Regions from separate parts of the Mus musculus genome. Here region 1 is linked to region 2. A link is a contact called in public Hi-C data. All regions are on one chromosome and are shown on one strand. The core of a region is the stretch at or near the end of the contact, and the rest is flanking DNA. Distances in the headings are between cores, read along the strand shown. Region 1 overlaps Sv2c (synaptic vesicle glycoprotein 2c). Region 2 overlaps Iqgap2 (IQ motif containing GTPase activating protein 2).

Region 1 (2,742 bases), core at 19-2,518, 250 kb before region 2:
TTGTAAAGACTTGAGAGCCTGCTAGATCGCCCAGTCCCACTCCCTGGACAGAGGAGGTGGCCCAGCTTCTCCCAAGCTAAGCAGAGGCTAGCTGACTCCTACGGAAAGAGGCTTTAAGCCTGCTTTTATCCTGAGAGGACTTACACGGAGTGAAATTAACTTTTACTTAGTAGAACCATCCTTCCAACACATTGGACCAAGAAAGAGCTTTTTTTTCTTCTTCTGTACCAAAATAAGAGTCAGTAGAGTCGTACGTACGTCATCAGGAGACCGGCCGCAGCAGTGACAGCTGGCTTCTCTGCCTCCGCGTTTGCTAACAAGCATTTTAATTATCTGCTTCACTAACATACGGCACAAACCACGTAAAGACCATCAGGGTGACTGCGCAGAACGTGTAAGTTTAAAGCTGGACTCCCGAGCATCATTTTCTAAACCTTGACTGTGTTTCTGTCCCTTGCAGAGCAACGGGCTTCGGCTTCTTGAACGCCCTCTGTAAAGCGGCGGCCGTCCTGGGAAACTTAATCTTCGGCTCCTTGGTCAGCATCACCAAAGCCATCCCCATCCTGCTGGCTTCCACTGTGCTCGTGTGTGGAGGACTCGTGGGGCTGCGCCTGCCCGACACACGAACCCAGGTTCTGATGTGACGTGACAAAAGCCATTCCCTTCCTCCCACCGTGGGTCGGTCGTATTGCCTGACTCAAAGCTTCAGAGTTTTAATGTATAGAAAGGTGGCCAAGTATCAGAACACAAACTTTTGCTGTGATGTAACGTGTAGCTGCGTATTGTCTTACCCCGCCAGTGTGATTTGCAGGGTTTCCCGCCCCCCCTCCCCCCGTGCACTGTTAGCTTTTCCTAACTGTGATGTTCCTGCTTCTCAGTGCCCAGTGGAAGTGTTCCTAAAATGTCTCAGTTGACCAGGCTTCCCCAAGGACTACATTCACCAAGAATCTAAAAAGTCTGTGCTGGTGTAAGAAATAGACCCTGCTGGCGACGCTCTACTAACAGGAAGTTTAAATTGGCATAATTTTGTGCTGAGGAAAGGGATTTCTTTTTCTTCTTTTTTCTTTCTCTCTTTCTTTCTCTCTCTTTCTTTCTTTCTTTCTTTCTTTCTTTCTTTCTTTCTTTCTTTCTTTCTTTCTTTCTTTCTTTCTTTCTTTCTTTCTTTCTTTCTTTCTTTCTTTCTTTCTTTTTCTCATACCGAGTGATACTTCCTGTTTTCTTAGAAAAAAGACAGCCTGCCAGCCACTCTAGCTGTTACAGCAGGGGGTTTCAAGACAATTGTGTGACACCAAGCACTTCTGGGCGGGGCTCTTTTGGGCAGGATGATTAGGGTGGTTTTGTTAACAAGAAAAGTTTAAAGTCTATCCCCACTTGGCAACGAAACCCTACCTGAGCAGCACAAGGCAGATTTTTAGATAGAAATTGGAATTCACAACCAAAGCCATTTGGGAAACACAGACGGGAGCCTCTCTTGTACGGTCCCTTGCGGGTCAACACCACCCACCCTCCTTTGATCAACTGTCCACTGTTACATTTTTAGCCCAAATCTCCACATCAGGTCATGTCCCTCCAGTGTCCCCAGGCTGTGGGCTCCTAGCCTTGTCTCTGGACAGTTTTTGAGCCTGCCTGCTCTCCCCAGCAACCCTCCGGCAGGCAGGACAGCATTTCCTGGTGGGTGAATATCTGTTTTACCTCTGGAATCTTCCTGAGCATGGAAGGAGGGAGGGGTCAGCAGGACGTTCCCACGGGCCAGCTGTCAGCTAAAGGACCTTCGAGTCTCTTGCCCGGTGCCCCTCCCCCAGGCCCATCCTTTTACGCGTCTTTGAAATCTGAAGCCTCCTTGTAGATTTGCAGCCTGTGATAGCAACCATCGTAAGGCCTGTGTTTAAACAGCATTCTTTGTTTAACTGCCTCTGTCTTGTTGGAGGGGGAATCCTCTTTGCTTATTTTACGCTTTTCTTGCATGACCACAGCCCCGGGCCTTCCAGAAAAAAGGAAACTTCTGTTCCCAAGAATCTGTTCAGAGATGGCCCTGCTCCCTGGAGTCCCCTCTGCCTTGCCTCCCTTCCCCTCACATGTTCCCTGATCCCTCCTGGAGCTGAAATTCTGTGAAAAGCTCTTTGATTAACATAAACCATTAATCCACTGCCCCCATTAAGTAATGCAGGCGTGGTGGAGGGGGCAGCCTTGAGTTAAGATGGGAAGCTGCAGAGAGAAAGTGGTTCCCTGCAGATAACCTGAGTACTCAGAGCCTGGACATCCAGGCTATGAGAGCCAGAGCTGCAGAGCTGACCAGGGAATCTTCGAAGCATCATTGATTGATTTGAAAGACACCAATGAGGCAGGGCCAGAACAGAACTCGCTTCTGTTTCTCATCCCTGGGAAACAAATCTGTGTTTCAAAAACCTAAGGAGTATCTATTTTTTTTTCCATGCAGGCTCATTTCTCTCTCCTATTTGCACCATGGTTGTTTTCTTTTTGAAAAAAACATGTTTGAGGCCCAGAGCAGACCTTTTGGTTGAATGTGGCATGCAACAAAATTGCTGCAAAAGTAAGATATGAATCCCTATCTTCCCATTCAAAACAAACAAACAAACAAACAAACAAGCAAACAAACCATACAAATCAAAGGCATTGCTTTCTCTACTCTGGCCTGCTGTGGTAGTGATCTTACTGGATAGTCTTTACTCTCAAATTGTCTCTGCTCCCTGATTTAGCTACAAGTACATTCCAAACTGCAAG
Region 2 (3,024 bases), core at 11-2,510:
TCTCTGTTCCCCATCTCTATATTTCCTGTTCTTGAGGTGTGTAAAATCTTTGCAATTAGACACCTTGAGTAGCCTGTCTAATGTGTTGGCTTGGGATCTTGGAGATTTTGCCAGATTTTACTCCAGAGGGAAGCAGGGATTTGAGCAGATGTTCAGCATCCTGGGGTGCAGGTGGTGGAAATCTCTGCTCTGTGTGTGCATGGATATCTGAGTATGTATTTTACTACAGAAAGTGGTCCCTGAGCCCCTGTCCTGCTGCCCAAATTATGGACTCCCACGTCTACACTCTGAGCTTCCTGCCACTCTGGGGTGTATCCCCACTGAGTAGGATTTCTCTTGGTAGGCAAAACAAATTTTCAGGTCCCATCTGTGTTTTCTAACTTCTCTGGGTCTGTTTTGGGGATGTCTGCATGTGCTGCTGCCTACCCAGGTGTGGGTTTGTTCTCTGTGCCACAGTTACACTGTTTTCTTTATCCTTCACAATGACTGAGGGGAATGGAGCGCCCTTCTCAGCCCAGCCTCTGCTTTGCTGGGAAAAAAACTAATCAAGTCTTTGAATGCCTTAAGGAGACAGTGGTCTTTGCAAGCAGAAGTGACTTGTAACTAAAGTCTTTCGACTGTCTGGCCATTCCTGCCATCCATCAACATCTTGTCATGGGCCGGTGGGGGTGGGGGTGGGGGGGAGACACATGCTGGTCCTCAGGGAGCTTATTGCAGATATTGTCCCCTTGCTAACACTTGGGGAGTCTGATATACAGTATTTAATTTGTATGGACATTGGCTTGGTTTTTCTTTTTCCTGTTGTATTTTCTTTTTCCTGAGGTATTTAAAATTACTTTAATTTTAAAAGTCAGCATATTAATTATTAGCCTTCCTAATGACATTATTCAAACATCTTTGTTGCTCTTTCTCTCTGCCTTCCTCCACACTCCACCCTTTTGCATTCTTCTAGCCCCAGCCTCCTTCCTACTTCATGCTCTGGTACCTTCCCCATCTTCAACACCTGTTTTTATTAAAATTTCTGAAGTATTGTGTTTAATATCATAGGTTAAAGGGATAGCTTGAAAAGCTAAATTTTGATTAAGTTTTGGTTTACATACTAAGAAATGGGTTCCGTTATGACATTTTTCATTGATGTGCTTCGCTCTTATTGATACACACACACACACACACACACACACAGCTAGCCCCTCTCCTGCTCCCCTGGTCTCCTGCACTGTTTCCATGGCATGGGTATTCTCTTAACCTCCAGACCTGTTTGTTCTTCTCTCTCATTGTTCCTTTCTTGTTCTTTTTAATCTCATATAATGATCATTATATGAGAGTCATACAATACAGTAATCAAACTATCTGAAAGAGTTGAGAATTTTCATGGGAATTATGAAAGAACAGGGTCCTGGCCTACTTGTCAAAGGTTCACTCCCATTTCTTACTTGTGGCCTACACTGGGCCTGTGGCTAAGAGATGTGCTAAGTGGAAGGTGGATCCGATAACAGGCTGCTAAATGTGTTTCCGGACTTTGATGTTCAGTTGATGTCTTCCTGGAAACCCCATGTTTCATGACAAAACCACAGAAGAATAGCATTTTACGATATAGCCTCAACAAGAAAGTTTTCGTCTTTGAGATGGTTGCTTTTAAAATGTGGCAAAGTGCCATTCCTTCTAGGTTACTTCACTCTCTCCAAGAATACGCAATGGAGTGGAAAATCACAGCACCATGCCCAGCCATCTTTACTCATAAAATTCATCTTGTACATGTATAAACAGAGTGAGGCAGGTGTGTCCAAGGGGCTTCTGCTTAGGTTCCTCGGCTCCTGTGACATCATTTACTATGACCTCAGCAGGTTGTGCTGTCAGATACACTCTCAAGAACTTAATTAGGTGGTTTCCATCCGGTCCGCTGGAATGCAAGCCTTGCCAGGTGACCAGCCCTAGGGATATGTGGACATCTTCTTTCTCACACTTGGTTATGCTAAGATCATTCTTGGATGGGGGTGTTTGAAGGTATTTAGAGCAACCTGACCACGGGGATGTCTAGTGAATGATCTAACATCTCCCGAACACTCCAGTTTAATAAGTAGGAGAGGGTGTGGATAGTACAAACTTCCACGGCTCACTTCATATTTGAAACTCATTTAATTTGAATGTTAAAGAAATAGACTTGCTTTTATAAACTTCAAACACATTTAAGTCTGGTAACCTGGAATGATCTCTTTTTTTTTTTTAATTGAAGCTACCTGACATCCTCATCTAAGCATGTGATCTGGTGTAGAAAGATGACAGTGGTGTAGACACCCAAATGGGCAGATGTTTTAGAACTCTTGTGTAGTCATTGCCTCTTCTGAATTGCAACAGCCTTTTGGGGAAGCTATTTCTTGTCCTCAACAAAACCTAGAGGTGTGGAGGCTTGATAGGTCTGAAGGCAGGAAATTAGGTTATGGCCTTGGTTCCTAGTAGTGCACACTTCTTGGCCTCTTCTCTGAAGGAAGACAGATTCTTGGTCCAGCTCTGTTGATTAGTGCCTTCTGCCTCCTAGATTTTTCATCTTCCACTTATGTTTTCACTTTCATTTTCACTTATTTTTCACTTTCATCTTATGTCTTACCTGCTAGGGCTTGGACATTTGTATCCTATCAAAAATTCATGTATTGAAACTTTAACCCCAAGGTCATGGTGTTTAGAGATAGTGCTTTTGAATATACACTTTCAGAAAGGTACACATTTAGGAACAACTCAGCCTCCCTAATTGGGAATAAAGGCCTCAATATTGATTCTTAGCTCTTTCATCTCTTCTACAATATGAGGATAATGGGTGTGTCTCTTCACACAAAAATGAGGTAAGGAAAGAGTCACCTTGAAAGTAGAGACTAAGCCTTTACAGACACCAAACCAGCTCGCACCTTGTCCTTGGGCCTCATGGTGTAGGACAATACATTCCTATAATTTTTTATTAGGTATTTTCTTCATTTACATTTCCAGTGCTATCCCAAAAGTCCCCCATACCCTACCCCCCACCACTTCCCT

Evidence for each region. A called contact is a pair of places that touch in the nucleus more often than the background predicts.
Region 1: a contact with region 2 is called in a Hi-C map of CD8 T cells, with 4 times the contacts expected there. The contact joins two enhancer-like sites. A contact is called at or near these places in 12 of 484 Hi-C or Micro-C datasets (the 3T3-L1 cell line, CD4 T cells, CD8 T cells and 7 more), 9 of 115 datasets of contacts at active chromatin or transcription factors (SST interneurons, bone marrow-derived macrophages, embryonic forebrain and 5 more) and 1 of 9 other capture datasets (embryonic stem cells).

The regions. Positions count from the first base shown.
Region 1 is chr13:95,959,182-95,961,923 of GRCm38.p6, reverse strand. It overlaps Sv2c (synaptic vesicle glycoprotein 2c), which reads left to right. Exons shown (of 13, transcript NM_029210.1): 13 at 461-2,481. The coding sequence ends at 644. Among named protein-coding and RNA genes, the nearest start is that of Gm24032, 63 kb to the right of the region's middle. Within about 2 kb of position 1,268, at least 124 of the 459 cell types and tissues checked have an H3K27ac peak or open chromatin away from gene starts, as enhancers often do. A contact at or near this core is called in CD8 T cells, memory CD8 T cells, regulatory T cells and 1 more, where this site is marked.
Region 2 is chr13:95,711,602-95,714,625 of GRCm38.p6, reverse strand. All of the region lies in intron 12 of Iqgap2 (IQ motif containing GTPase activating protein 2), which reads left to right. All of the region lies in intron 1 of Gm52062 (a long non-coding RNA gene), which reads right to left. Among named protein-coding and RNA genes, the nearest start is that of Gm52062, 7.0 kb to the right of the region's middle. Within about 2 kb of position 1,260, at least 46 of the 459 cell types and tissues checked have an H3K27ac peak or open chromatin away from gene starts, as enhancers often do. A contact at or near this core is called in CD8 T cells, memory CD8 T cells, regulatory T cells and 1 more, where this site is marked.